Regions from separate parts of the Callithrix jacchus genome. Here region 2 is linked to region 1. Evidence: chromatin contacts called from public Hi-C data. All regions are on one chromosome and are shown on one strand. Each heading gives the region's core, a stretch centred on a gene start, on an enhancer-like site or on the middle of the called end of the contact. The rest is flanking DNA. Distances are from core to core; before and after follow the strand shown. Region 1 overlaps SGK1 (serum/glucocorticoid regulated kinase 1). Region 2 has its middle 210 kb from the start of SGK1.

Region 1 (7,029 bases), core at 2,120-4,619:
CCTCCCCTCCACATTCCTGACCTCTCCCTCCCCCCTTCCCTCTTTCTTTCCTTCCTTCCTCCTCTTCCAAGTTCTGGGATTTTTCAGCCTTGCTTGGTTTTGGCCAAAAGCACAAAAAAGGCGTTTTCGGAAGCGACCCGACCGTGCACAAGGGCCATTTGTTTGTTTTGGGACTTGGGGCAGGAAATCTTGCCCGGCCTGAGTCACGGCGGCTCCTTCAAGGAAACGTCAGTGCTCGCCGGTCGCTCTCGCCCGCCGCGCGCCCCGCCGCCCGCTGCCCATGGGGGAGATGCAGGGCGCGCTGGCCAGGGCCCGGCTCGAGTCCCTGCTGCGGCCCCGCCACAAAAAGAGGGCCGAGGCGCAGAAAAGGAGCGAGTCCTTCCTGCTGAGTGGACTGGGTAAGCGCCGCCGCCGGCCCGCTGGGGACTTGGCTCACTTCCCCAGGACGGCTCGGCTCCCAGCTTGGCTCACTTCCCCAGAGCGAGCTCGGCGGCCCGGGCCGGCTTTCGCAGGAGTGCTGGCGGGCTGGGGTCCCGGCGGCGGGGGCGGGTGGACCCGGCAGGCGAGGTCGCGCGCGCCGCCCCGCGCCCCAGAGATAACCCCAGCGGGTGGCGCGCGCCGCCGGCTCGGGCTGGGGAGGAGTGTGGGGGTCCGGTCGCGGAACGGCGCCAGGCCGCCGAGAGAGAACCTGCAGGGAGCGGGTGAGCGAAGCCACTGTGGCCGCCGCGCACCCGTCGGGAAGCGCTTCGGCGCTGCGACCCCGGCTTCCTCGGGCGGCGCAATAAAAGAGAGGTGGAAAACTACCCCGGGCTCTCCCGCCCTCCTCGCGCGCTCTGCCGGCGAGTTCCCTTGCTCTCGCTTCGGGGGCCGATGGAGGCCGATAAGGGCCCCGCGCCAAGCCCTCCCCGGGCGGTCCTCCCGCCCCCACCCCCGCCCGGGGCTCGCCCTCTCAATGGGGACAGAACCGCCGGCCGCGGGCACCGACGCCACCGGCAAACCGGGAAGCGGTCGGGGCGGGGGAGGAGGGCGGGGACGTTTTAATGGTCGCGCAGGCCCCGCCCCGCGGTGGCGCCTCGCTTATAAGGCCAGGCGCGCATCTCAGCGCAGCAGACGCCTAGCAGGTCTCCGGGCGCTAACGTCCTTTGATTTCCCCGCGGTGGTGATGACGGTGAAAACCGAGGCTGCTAAGGGCACCCTCACTTACTCCAGGATGAGGGGCATGGTGGCAATTCTCATCGGTGAGTGCAGGAGTCAGGCGGGGGACTTCGGTTCCGGGAGACGCAAAGTGGACATTTTTTGAAAGTCCCAGATCAGATTAGTGTATGTGGCGCCGGACGTTATGAAGCCGTCTAAACGTTTCTTTATTTCTCTTCCTTAACCCACAGCTTTCATGAAGCAGAGGAGGATGGGCTTGAACGACTTTATTCAGAAGATTGCCAATAACTCCTATGCATGCAAACAGTAAGTTTGACGGGATTCGAGGAAATAAGAGTGACTAGTATAGTTGGAATTTGCCAGCAGTAAACACTTCTCACTGCGTTTATCGGGAAGGCGAAGACTTCTTCTGGGGTGGGGATCTCTTTTCTCCTTAAATTCTAATGTTTGACACATTTTAAACATTAAAGTTAATTTGCTGATTTGACCTGGAGATGTAAGATAAATGGTTCGTGTCTTCCAAATTCACGCCCTTTCTCCATGGACAACAGTCCTTATTTCTGTATTTAACGGGGTTTAGTATTTTCTTCTCAATGTATTGGTGTGTTTTCAGTTTAAACCCTGAATTATCCGGGTAGAAGTCAGTAGAGCCAGAAACTCACTAGTGATGTTAGTGTGCCCCCTAGTGGCGAGCTGGATTCTAAATCATCACTTTATTTCCTGCAGCCCTGAAGTTCAGTCCATCTTGAAAATCTCCCAACCTCAGGAGCCTGAGCTTATGAATGCCAACCCTTCTCCTCCAGTAAGTATTCTCTATGTGCAGTGCATCTGTGGAGAACTAAGGGAGCTCAGTTAGTATTCCTACACTGATGGATTAAAATAGCATTTCCAGAGATTAGTATTAAGGCAAGAATGCTTCATTACTTTATGGCATAACAAATGATAACAAACATTTAAGTATTGAGTTAGAGTATTATTTGATTGTATTTTTTTCTTGGGCATACTTTACTTCCAAGGTGGATTTTAAAAGGCATATTTTATTAAAATGTTTTATCTGTCTGAAACAACATGATTGTGTACAGTTTACATACTCATTTGAAATGGCTTGTGATACAGTTTTGAATGGGATGTACGGTCATTTGCCTCAGTCATTTGTAGATGTAGCATCTTCTACATTGTCTGTATTATACATGTCTTCCTTTAAAGCAATGCTATTAAAAAAAAAATCCTTCTGTTTTTCTAGCCAAGTCCTTCTCAGCAAATCAACCTTGGTCCTTCGTCCAATCCTCATGCTAAACCATCTGATTTCCACTTCCTGAAAGTGATTGGCAAGGGCAGTTTTGGAAAGGTAATTTCAAATCTGAAGATGTTTTGATATACTCCTTCATGCATTCATTTTACCTTCTCCCTGGATGAGGATAGGAAAATAATTTTTTTCTAAGACGAGGTTTCACCATGTTGGTCAGGCTGGTCTTGAGCTCCTGACCTCAGGTGATCCACCTGCCTTGGATTACAGGCATGAGCCACCATGCCTGGCCGAAGAATAATTTTTTAAAATTGAAATTTCAGGTTCTTCTAGCAAGACACAAGGCAGAAGAAGTGTTCTATGCTGTCAAAGTTTTACAGAAGAAAGCAATCCTGAAAAAGAAAGAGGTATGAGATGTGCTTGATGGGGTTGGCATTGGAGGTAGACACAACTTGAATAATCTTGACCTTGGAATTTTGGTGCCAAGTCGATATTTGCCACTAAATCTGAATTGGCGTTTTCCTAGGAGAAGCATATTATGTCAGAACGGAATGTTCTGTTGAAGAACGTGAAACACCCTTTCCTGGTGGGCCTTCACTTCTCTTTCCAGACTGCTGACAAATTGTACTTTGTCCTGGACTACATTAATGGTGGAGAGGTGAGCAGGGGGAATAGAAGTCAACTCTTAGTGTCTCTGCACAGCCTGCTTTGTTTTATGTTGAGAAGAAAGTTTTCAAAGCTACTTGGTGGGGGGAAAGTTACCAGAATTAGCGTTTCCTTCAACATGTCAGATTTAAATAGTTAATAGATTACTTGGGGGCTACTTTCTGCAGTTGTGCTTTTGCTGTGTATGTCAAAACTAATTAAATGCATTTGCAACCCAGACTGACTCTGTTTGTCTCCTGCAGTTGTTCTACCATCTCCAGCGGGAACGCTGCTTCCTGGAACCACGGGCTCGTTTCTATGCTGCTGAAATAGCCAGTGCCTTGGGCTACCTGCACTCACTGAACATCGTTTATAGGTAAGCCGGAGAGCTCTAAGGCTACCTGCTTGGTGTAAAGGAGACTGTAGCACTGGCTCTTTGATAGGACCTTAAAATAATCTATGTTTATGTGCAACTTGTTTGCCTAAAACCAGATCCCCTAGCATGTGAGCTGGCTTGACTTCATGCCACTGGGGAACCGGCCAAGTAGGATTGTGCCTAATCCAGAATAGATGAGCAGAACAAGGCCTCCCTTTTTTCTTCACTATAGAACTACAGTGAACCTAAAATGCTTCTAATACCTTTAGCAGTTACTTTACAGAGGATATCTTATTAAGTGAAATTAACTTGTGCAACGACTTCTGTCTTCACTTTTTTGCAGAGACTTAAAACCAGAGAATATTTTGCTAGATTCACAGGGACACATTGTCCTTACTGACTTTGGACTCTGCAAGGAGAACATTGAACACAACAGCACGACTTCTACCTTCTGTGGCACGCCGGAGGTAGGCGCAATTTGGTTTGGTGCCTATTTTACCCCCGCCTTCCAGGTGAGAGATGTGCAATCAATCATGTCTTTAACTCCCAAAAGAGTAGACTCCTCTCAAACTTCTTAGTACAATTCAATGCAAATAAAATGAATTTACTGTTTGATGTAGCATGAGAAATCCCAAGGCCCTTTGTGGCTTTACTGAAAACTAGCTGTAAGATCTGCATTCCAAAAGTTTTCTAAATCCCCAAGTAAGATATGTTGAGTGCCCAGCAGTTTCCTAAATATCAGTATACAAAGGTAGCCAATAAAGTCCACCCTCAAAAAGTCCAGGAGTTTTATCAGGTAATCTAAAGATATGTATCCTCCAAGCTGGCTCTGGGTCTCTCAGCCTTTTCAAACTAAACGTGTGGGTGTGGAATGCATTTGCAGGTTCTGAACTCCATTTCTCTGGTCTATCTTTCAGTATCTCGCACCTGAGGTGCTTCATAAGCAGCCTTATGACAGGACCGTGGACTGGTGGTGTCTGGGAGCCGTCTTGTATGAGATGCTTTATGGCCTGGTGAGTGGTGCAATGGGAATCATGAAACACCACCTGCTGTTTAGAATATTGTCTTAGCACAGCTCATGCTTGGCCATGTGTCTTACCCTTATCAGAAGGTTTATCAAAAGCAGCTGAGAGGCATATTGGTTAATTCTATTTCATAAGAATAATCACTTAATTAGTTATTCTGTGCATTTCACATTTCACTAGATAGGACCACACTTAACCTGTGTGGTGGTTAAAAAAACCTACCATTTATTATCTGTCCTCTCACCCTACACACACACCCATAATGGTTGCAAAGTAGACACTTAAATAGCAAGGGAAAAGAACACATCGAGGTGGGGGGAGTCTCAAATCCAGCAGCACATTTATTGCAGTTTACAGCTTTTTCTCTATGGGTAATATAATTTTCCCCTTCTTTCAGCCTCCTTTTTATAGCCGAAACACAGCTGAGATGTACGACAACATTCTGAACAAACCCCTCCAGTTGAAACCAAATATTACAAATTCCGCAAGGCACCTCCTGGAGAGCCTCCTGCAGAAGGACAGGACTAAGCGGCTCGGGGCCAAGGATGACTTTGTGAGTGATCTTTTCCTGCTCTCCTGGGCCGGCTGGGACAGGCACTGGACCTCCCTACCCTTACTGAATGCAACTGTCTAAATGAATCTTGGGTTTCTTACCAACAGATGGAGATTAAGAGTCATGTCTTCTTCTCCCTAATTAACTGGGATGATCTCATTAATAAGAAGATTACACCCCCTTTTAACCCAAATGTGGTGAGTATCTGTCTCTTTTCTAAGTATAGTGAAGCCAAAAGGTCATTTCTTTTAATTCAGAATTGCCTGGGGAGGGGAGGAAGGAATAAATTGGCAGATGTTTTCTCCATAAACCCATTATTTTACCTACAGAAAAAGTACATTTGTATGTCCCAACAAGGCTTCCATAATTTTTAAACAGATGTATCAATTAAAAGTATCAAAAGGCAAAAAGTGAGCATTAGTCTTCTGTTTAAAATGTGTGTAGCCTTTTGAGAGTTTGTGCTTGAAATGAGTAATTATGGAAGTCGATGTCAGGCTTAAATTTGGAATTTAAAGTCTGGCCATGATTGCCCCATTCTGTGTCCCGCATGAGTTCTTGACAACAGCGTTTTTTCCTTCCCGTCACAGAGCGGACCCAACGACCTGCGGCACTTTGACCCTGAGTTTACCGAAGAGCCTGTCCCCAACTCCATTGGCAAGTCCCCCGACAGCATCCTCGTCACAGCCAGCGTCAAGGAAGCTGCCGAGGCTTTCCTAGGCTTTTCCTACGCGCCTCCCACAGACTCCTTCCTCTGAACATGGTTAGGGTTTGGTTCTAAAGGATTTGATGTGTGTTTCTGAATGTTTTAGTTAGCCTTTTGGTGGAGCCGCCAGCCAACAGGACATCTTCTTACAAGAGAATTTGCACATCTCTGGAAGCTTAGCAATCTTATTGCACACTGTTTGCTGGAAGCTTTTCGAAGAGCACATCCTCCTCAGTGAGCTCATGAGGTTTTCATTTTTATTCTTCCTTCCAACGTGGTGCTATCTCTGAAACGAGCATTAGAGTGCCGCCTTAGGCAGACAGATGCAGGAGTTTTGTTAGAAAGAAGGCGGACGCTGTTCTCGGAACGGTCTCCTGCAGGTCTCTCTGGGCTGTGATGATGAATCTTATGAAATGTGCCTTTTCCGAAGAGATTGTGTTAGCTCCAAAGCTTTTCCTATCGCAGTGTTTCAGTTCTTTATTTTTTCCTTGTGGACATGCTGTGTGAACAGTCATGTGAGTGTGGTATGCCTGATCGCAGATGGATTGTGTTATAAGCATCAATGTGACACTTGCAGGACACGACAACGTGGGACATTGTTTGTTTCTTCCATATTTGGAAGATAAATTTATGTGTAGACTTCTTTTGTAAGATATGGTTAATAACTAAAATTTATTGAAATGGTCTTGCAATGACTTGTATTCAGATGCTTAAAGAAAGCATTGCTGCTACAAATATTTCTATTTTTAGAAAGGGTTTTTATGGACCAATGCCCCAGTTGTCAGTCAGAGCCGTTGGTGTATTTCATTGTTTAAAATGTCACCTGTAAAATGGGCATTATTTATGTTTTGTTTTGTTTTTTTTTTGGCATTCCTGGTGATTGTATGTATTGTATAAAGACAGTCTGTACATTGGGTTATAACACTAGTATATTTAAACTTACAGGCTTATTTGTAATGTAAACCACCATTTTAATGTACTGTAATTAACATGGTTATATAATATGTACAATCCTTTCTCCTATCACACAACTTTTTTGTGTGTGATAAACCGATTTTGGTTTGCAATAAAACCTTGAAAACTATTTACATATATTGTGTCCTGTGTTATTTTGTATGTTTTGGTGAAGGGGGCAATCATGGGTTAGTTTAAAATTGAGAACCATGAAAATCCTGCTGTAATTTCCAGCTTAGTGGTTTGCTCCCAGCAGCAGTGGTTTCTGACTCCAGGGGAGTATAGGACGGTCTTAAAGCCAACCTAGATTCCAGGCCTTTCCAGAAGCCTGTTATGGTGTCTGTCTGTCTTTGTAAATTCATTTAAAGACAT
Region 2 (6,451 bases), core at 1,628-4,127, 360 kb before region 1:
CACACAATACATAGAATTCAGCACAAAGAAGCAAATGGATGTCCCCAAAACAAAGAGCACACTTTGCAAGAGAATTACGTGCAGGGTCTGAGAGCATTTCCTGTCCCATAGATAGGAAGCATTCGCATCATGGTTTGTCATCTGCGCTGTCGCGGTCGGGCCCAGTGTCTCCTAACTTCCTGAAATATAACCAAACTAAGCAGAACAATACAAGTGACAAGTTCTCTGCGTTTTGGAATTCCAAACTCCTATGACTGAAACATTAAATCTTTCAACCCTACTGGCTCATGTGCATTCCAAAATTAACAGTGTTTTTGTAATGGTTTGTTTTTAAAATATAATGCTGCAATATATATTCCATGTATTATAACAATTTATTTTAAACATTATTCCAAAATTCTGCTAATCTTTGGGTCAAGAGAAAAATACTGGCTTATTAAAATTAACTTTTCCTTTTACTCTTTGAAATGACTTGAACAAAATTAATTCTCCCTTGACTATTCATTAGGCTTCAGGTGTGGGCAGATGACAGAGAAATATATAATATAAAAACAATCCTTAGTTTATTCTGTAAATTTATCTTTCTTGCCCTTCAAGTGTACTTGATGGTCCAGTGGTTTCCAACTCTGACACAAAATTTTCATTTTCCTTTATAAGAAATCATCTTGTATAAAGAAGGGTCATATTTTATCAGCATCCTTACCAAAAACACATCACCATCATCACTTTTCAATTTGTAGAAAATCCAGTATTATCTGCCAAGTTGGCAAGATACCAAAAGAGCTTGGATTGTTTTTTTTGTTTGTTTGTTTTTTATTGAGATGGAGTTGCACTCTTGTTACCCAGGCTAGAGTGCAATGGCGTGATCTCGGCTCACCGCAACCTCCCCCTCCTGGGTTCAGCCAATTCTCCTGCCTCGGCCTCCTGAGCAGCTGGGATTACAGGCACGCGCCACCATGCCCAGCTAATTTTTTGTATTTTAGTAGAGATGGGGTTTCACCATGTTGACCAGGATGGTCTCGATCTTTTGACCTCGTGATCCACCTGCCTCGGCCTCCCAAAGTGCTGGGATTACAGGCGTGAGCCACCGCACCTGGTCGAGCTTGGATTGTTTTAAGGGAATAGGTGGTTCAGTTCTGGATGAGTTTGGGAAGTTCATGGTCGGGTCTGGGGAGAACTTCTATGTCATAAACCTCCACATCAGATAGGTTAATAGAGTAATAGAATTGTGTAGGTACAGAGACAAGATGAAACCAACTGATACCTCTGTTTTTCTTTCTTTTTTTTTTTTTTTGAGACAGAGTCTTTCTCTGTCCCATAGGCTGGAGGGCAACGGTGCAATCTCGGCTCACTGCTGCAACCTCCACCTCCTGCGTTCAGGTGATTCTCCTGCTTTAGCCTCCCAAGTAGCTGGGACTACAGGCACCTGCCACCATGCCTGGCTAATGCTTGTGTTTTTGATAGAGATGGGGTTTCACCACATTGGCCAGGCTGATCTCAAACCCCTGATCTTGTAATCTGCCCACCTCTACTTTCCAAAGTGCTGGGATTACAGGCATAAGCCATCATGCCCAGCCCACCTCTGCCTTTCGAAACAAGAGAATGCTCCTTCTAGGGTGCCCTTGGGAATGTGCAGCCATGAGTTAGATGTGCCTGGAGTAAAGGCAACAAATAAGACTGTGAGATGGGATGAGGTGAGTGTGAGTGAGTGCATGGAAAGAGGTTTAGGTCGTACATAATATCTATGTTTGAAATATCAAAAGAAACTCAGATTATGTAAACAAGTGCAGGTTTTTTCATAAAACTTTAGGGAAAAACTTATTTTCTGTTTAGAGCAAGCATTCAGACCTGTAGAGAGGAGTACAAATTCATTCAGCCCAGAAGAAATGATTAAGGAGAGTTATCTGATCCAAGGCTTTCATTATGCTGCAAGGAAACAGAAGTGATTTACCAGCCCACTAGAATCTTGGCTTTCTGACTGCCAGGCCTCAGCTCCAATTTATTGCTCTTTAAGGAAAGAGGAAATGCAGAATTAACTTCTATTAAATTTCATCCATGGGCCAGACAGGATGACAACTGCCAGGCACAGTCATCCTCACAAGCAGTGGTTAGCAGCTCAGGCTCCCAGGCACACTACTTCAGTAGGAAATTGGTTCCACCTCTTACCTGTGTGACTTTCGACAGGTCATTTTAAAGTCAACAGATTCCTAGTGTCTTCACTATAAAATGAGGATCAGAAATGAAACTTCTTTACTGACAAGAATTATATGAGACAATCTTTGCAAAAGACTTGATGGTGCTTGGCATATAAATGTTAGCTCAATGAAGATTGAATGAAAAAAAAAATCCTTTGTCTGTGGGAGGGATAAGGAAGATGCAGTGGGGATCGATTTTACGGCTGTTTTACAGATGAGAAAAATTGGGGTTGAATAATATTCACTAATTTGCCAGCAAGTTTCAAAACCAGAATGTGAAGTTGTGTCTGTTCGAAACTCCACTTCAGACTGTGTCTGCGACATTGCAATGCCTTCCTATGAGAGAGCAGAGAGCTGGAAAATCTGCCAAGGCCGTCCCCTTGGAGAGCTGGCTGCTGCACTCCCTGCACTCATGCTGAGTTCTGAAAGCCCTCTGGCAGCTCCCCAGCAATTCTAGCCATCTGCAAAGTTCTGAACTGGGTGCTGCCCAGGTGGCAGAAGTCAGTGAGAATATCCAGGCGACAGTGCAAATATGATTGTAGGCTGAAGTCTGGAATGTGACCTTGACTTCTTTTAGCCATTTCCGGGTCCGTTCTCAAGGGCAGATGCTGTGTGCTCTCTTTCCGCGGGGCTGATTTGCCCCATGCCCAACGCTGTAAGAGCTTGCTCTCTGTCTCAGCTGTGCCAGTAACGTGACCTTAGTTAGCTCACTTTACCTCTTCAAGGCAGGCTTAGGACAGATCCTCAAGCCACATCCCTGGCCAACAACTCGGATTCTACAGAGTGAGACACTGAAATATTTGTTTTTTTATGGTAACCTTTTCATTGATGTAAACTTTATATCAGAAAAAAAAATGTGCAAGCCCTATAAGTATACAGATTAATTTTCACAAAGTGAACACAGTCTCACATTAAATAACAAAGCAATTCAGCCCAGAAGACACCCTCTGGGCCCCCTACTAGGCATCAGTCTCCCAAGATAACCACTCTATTCTGACTTTTAACATCGTAGCTTACGTTTGCCAATTCTGAAATTTTAGATAAATGGAATCACACAGCATGTATTCTTTTGTACGTGGCTTCTCTCACTCAACAGTATTCTTGTGAAATTCATCCATGTTATTGCAGGTAGTTCTAGTTTGTTTTCATTGCTATAGAGTAAGGGTTCAATCTCCCATTTTATAAATAAAGTTTATTGAAACACTGCCAGGCTAATTTGTCTCAGTATTATCCACAGCTGCTTTCACACTACAATGGCAGAGTTTAGTTGTCACAGAGATCACATGGCTGGCAAGGTTACTATCTGGTCCTTTACAGAACAAAGTTTGGTGAACCCCACTCTTTGGTATCCAACCACATGACCCACCAACACTTCTTTCTTTATTCTATTCTTTATTCACTGATGGACATTCGGGTTGTTTCCAGTTTTGAGTTATCATAAGTAGTGCTGCTGACAAATTCTTGTAGTGTGTTTTGTTGACATTTCTGTTGGATTTATAGCATGTATATTTTTTAAAATCTTGGACCGATTCTAATGCCAAGTTTGGGAACTCCTGCTTTACAGATGTAATCTAACCCAAATGTTGAAATTGTCTTGCCCAAAGTCATGCAGAAAATCATTGGCAGACATGGGATTGATAACCAAGCCCTGTTCTTAGAACAATTCTGTTTCCACTGTGTTTCTATAGCTATTGTCTTGAGAACATTGTTAGAAAGCTCTTTATTTATCCAATGTCTTTCACAACTATGACTCTTTTCTAGTGTATTTGGCTGTACATTTCCAAGAACAGAAAACTCACTGCCTTACAATAATTTTAGAGATTATATATCACTTATAAATTATATATCACATTATAAATTAGTAAATTGATGTTTGAAGATGCTAATAATTCACTCAAAATAGACATTTTGAGCCTCCATGTTATTGCAGGTAGTTCTAGTTTGTTTTCATTGCTATAGAGTAAGGGTTCAATCTCCCATTTTATAAATAAAGTTTATTGAAACACTGCCAGGCTAATTTGTCTCAGTATTATCCACAGCTGCTTTCACACTACAATGGCAGAGTTTAGTTGTCACAGAGATCACATGGCTGGCAAGGTGCCATAACTTTTTTCCTGTACCACAAAATGACTTTGCACTTGCCTTTTTTCCTTTACAATTTGTACTACTTTGGTCAATTAACTTACTTAACTAGTATCTATTTAACCATTTAAACATTACCAAAGTGCTTGAAGTAAAACCTGTAGTCTCTCCTTCACCTTCCAACTGTAAAGCCTTTCTCCTAGGCAACTACTCTTAACAATTTATTTTTTGATCATTCATATATAAACATATAAAAATGCATGTAACTGCTATGAGTCCAAACTTGGATAAGGAAAAAATAAAATTTAATTTTTCTTTAACTCGAGTTAATATCTAGTTTGAGACTCCATGTCATCAGTTAAGACTCAATCTCAGTTAATTTGGAATACCCTCCCTTTCCCTATAGCTGTGCCTCATTTCAGAAGGGTTAATGTAATGCCAAGAATTTGGTATGTGTTGGGGCTGGGGGTTCAGCATGAGAAGCATCTAGACCTTGGTAACCATAGTGATACTGAGACATCCTTCCTCTTGTCTGGGCCTTGGTCACTGGCCCCCACAAATGCCCTGACCCATGCTGTCCAATGCTGTGAGGTCTGGTGGTTTCTGTGCCATGGTTGGGCCATGGCAATCTCTGCCAGGCTCACCATAAGGTCTGGCTCACCACAGCCATTCCTCCGTGGCAGCTTCCCTGTCCTCTGTCCTGAAATGGAGGTCCAGCTCTCTGGTTTGACTTATTTTTAATTTTTTGAGACAGTGTCATATAGGCTGGAGTGCAGTGGCACAATCTCAGCTCACTGCAACCTCTGCCTCCCAGGTTCAAGTGATTCTTGTGCTTCAGCCTCTCAGGTAGCTGGAACTACAGGTGTGCACCACCATACCTGGCTAATCTGTGCATTTTTAGTAGATAAGGGGCTTTATCATGTTGGCCAGGCTGATCTCAAACTGTTGACTTCAGGTGATCCACCTGCCTCAGCCTCCCAAAGCGCTGGGATTACAGGCATGACCTACCGCAGCCGGCCTGTCCTCTGGTTTTAGATCCCACCAGCCTAGCTGAAGTTTTCCACTTCCCCACACTCTATTTGCTGCTTTTGGCCCTTTCCATATCTAAAACAGGACTATAAGGCTCATTAGGCACCTTTCTTCTCTAGATACTTACTAATTTTCCAGTAGGCCAGGGTGCTGACCTCTTATAAGCTGATTTTCTTATGTATGAAGCAGGATTACAATTTTTTTAAGTAAATGAATCTTTTCATGTCTGAGAAGTTATACAAGCTGACATTCTTCCAGTTTTATCAAATAATAATATTAATGAGTTGACCATGATTTTGGATTCAAATTAGCATTTTCTTTAACTTTAGTCATTGTCTGAACAATAGGAAAATTAGCAAATTAAGGGAAAAAGCATAGTAAAGTTTATGACTAATAAAGACCACTATTTTGCTTGAATTGAAATAATTTGGTTTAACAGTAATTTAATGCAATGTCATAATCTCATTGCTCAAGTAGCTGCTCTCCTAGTGCTATGTTTTCCTTTGCTGGGGGGTCCCCTCTTCCCCATCTTTATTTCTAATTTGCATCTATCTTTAATTTTAAAAGCATCCCATGTTTTTTTTTAGACAGCATCGTATGTTTTTCATTCCAAGCTTCATTATGGATGTGAAAGACCTGAAGTTTATTATTTATTTAATACCAAGATACTAACTAATTTTCCACTAAAGTCCATGGACAATTTGGTTCTTATGCTTTTTGACTAATTTATCTTTGTTTGCAAATGTAGCTACATAGACAGATTTCTTTAGATAAAATATGAGTTTTCCATTAATCTTAATAAAACCATTCAGCATATAGTATATTACTCAATTTATAATCTGGAATTAGCACCACCATGATTCATGTGCTGTAATATCCACTACTGTACTCCCTCCTACACACTGAAAAACTATGTTTCAGAAGAATTTTGCCTTAATAACCACTACAGTGGGATTTTGCCCTCATTTCCTGTATATTTATTCTGGGTGGTATTTGCAAGACGACGAGGGTCTATTTTGGTGGGGGACGCCGTTCTTTTCCTCGAGGAGGAAGTAAGAGCACTGCGCCTGTCTCCAGCTCCATAACTGCTAGACAGATCAGACAGGGGCTCTCCCAGCCAGGCACCAGGAAGGCTTCTCCCTTCT

The links. Hi-C and Micro-C count contacts between places; a contact is called where the count stands out from the background.
Region 2: a contact with region 1 is called in a Hi-C map of skeletal muscle, with 4 times the contacts expected there. The contact joins two enhancer-like sites. A contact is called at or near these places in 2 of 3 Hi-C or Micro-C datasets (both in skeletal muscle).

The regions. Positions count from the first base shown.
Region 1 is chr4:140,870,736-140,877,764 of calJac240_pri, reverse strand. SGK1 (serum/glucocorticoid regulated kinase 1) reads left to right here. Exons shown (of 14, transcript XM_078370808.1): 4 at 1,386-1,461; 5 at 1,882-1,957; 6 at 2,399-2,503; 7 at 2,725-2,808; 8 at 2,928-3,059; 9 at 3,310-3,422; 10 at 3,766-3,889; 11 at 4,340-4,435; 12 at 4,845-5,000; 13 at 5,108-5,197; 14 at 5,588-6,795. The coding sequence ends at 5,755. Among named protein-coding and RNA genes, the nearest start is that of SLC2A12, 130 kb to the right of the region's middle. Within about 2 kb of position 3,369, at least 7 of the 16 cell types and tissues checked have an H3K27ac peak or open chromatin away from gene starts, as enhancers often do. A contact at or near this core is called in skeletal muscle, where this site is marked.
Region 2 is chr4:141,230,892-141,237,342 of calJac240_pri, reverse strand. No RefSeq gene overlaps it. Among named protein-coding and RNA genes, the nearest start is that of SGK1, 210 kb to the right of the region's middle. Within about 2 kb of position 2,877, at least 10 of the 16 cell types and tissues checked have an H3K27ac peak or open chromatin away from gene starts, as enhancers often do. A contact at or near this core is called in skeletal muscle, where this site is marked.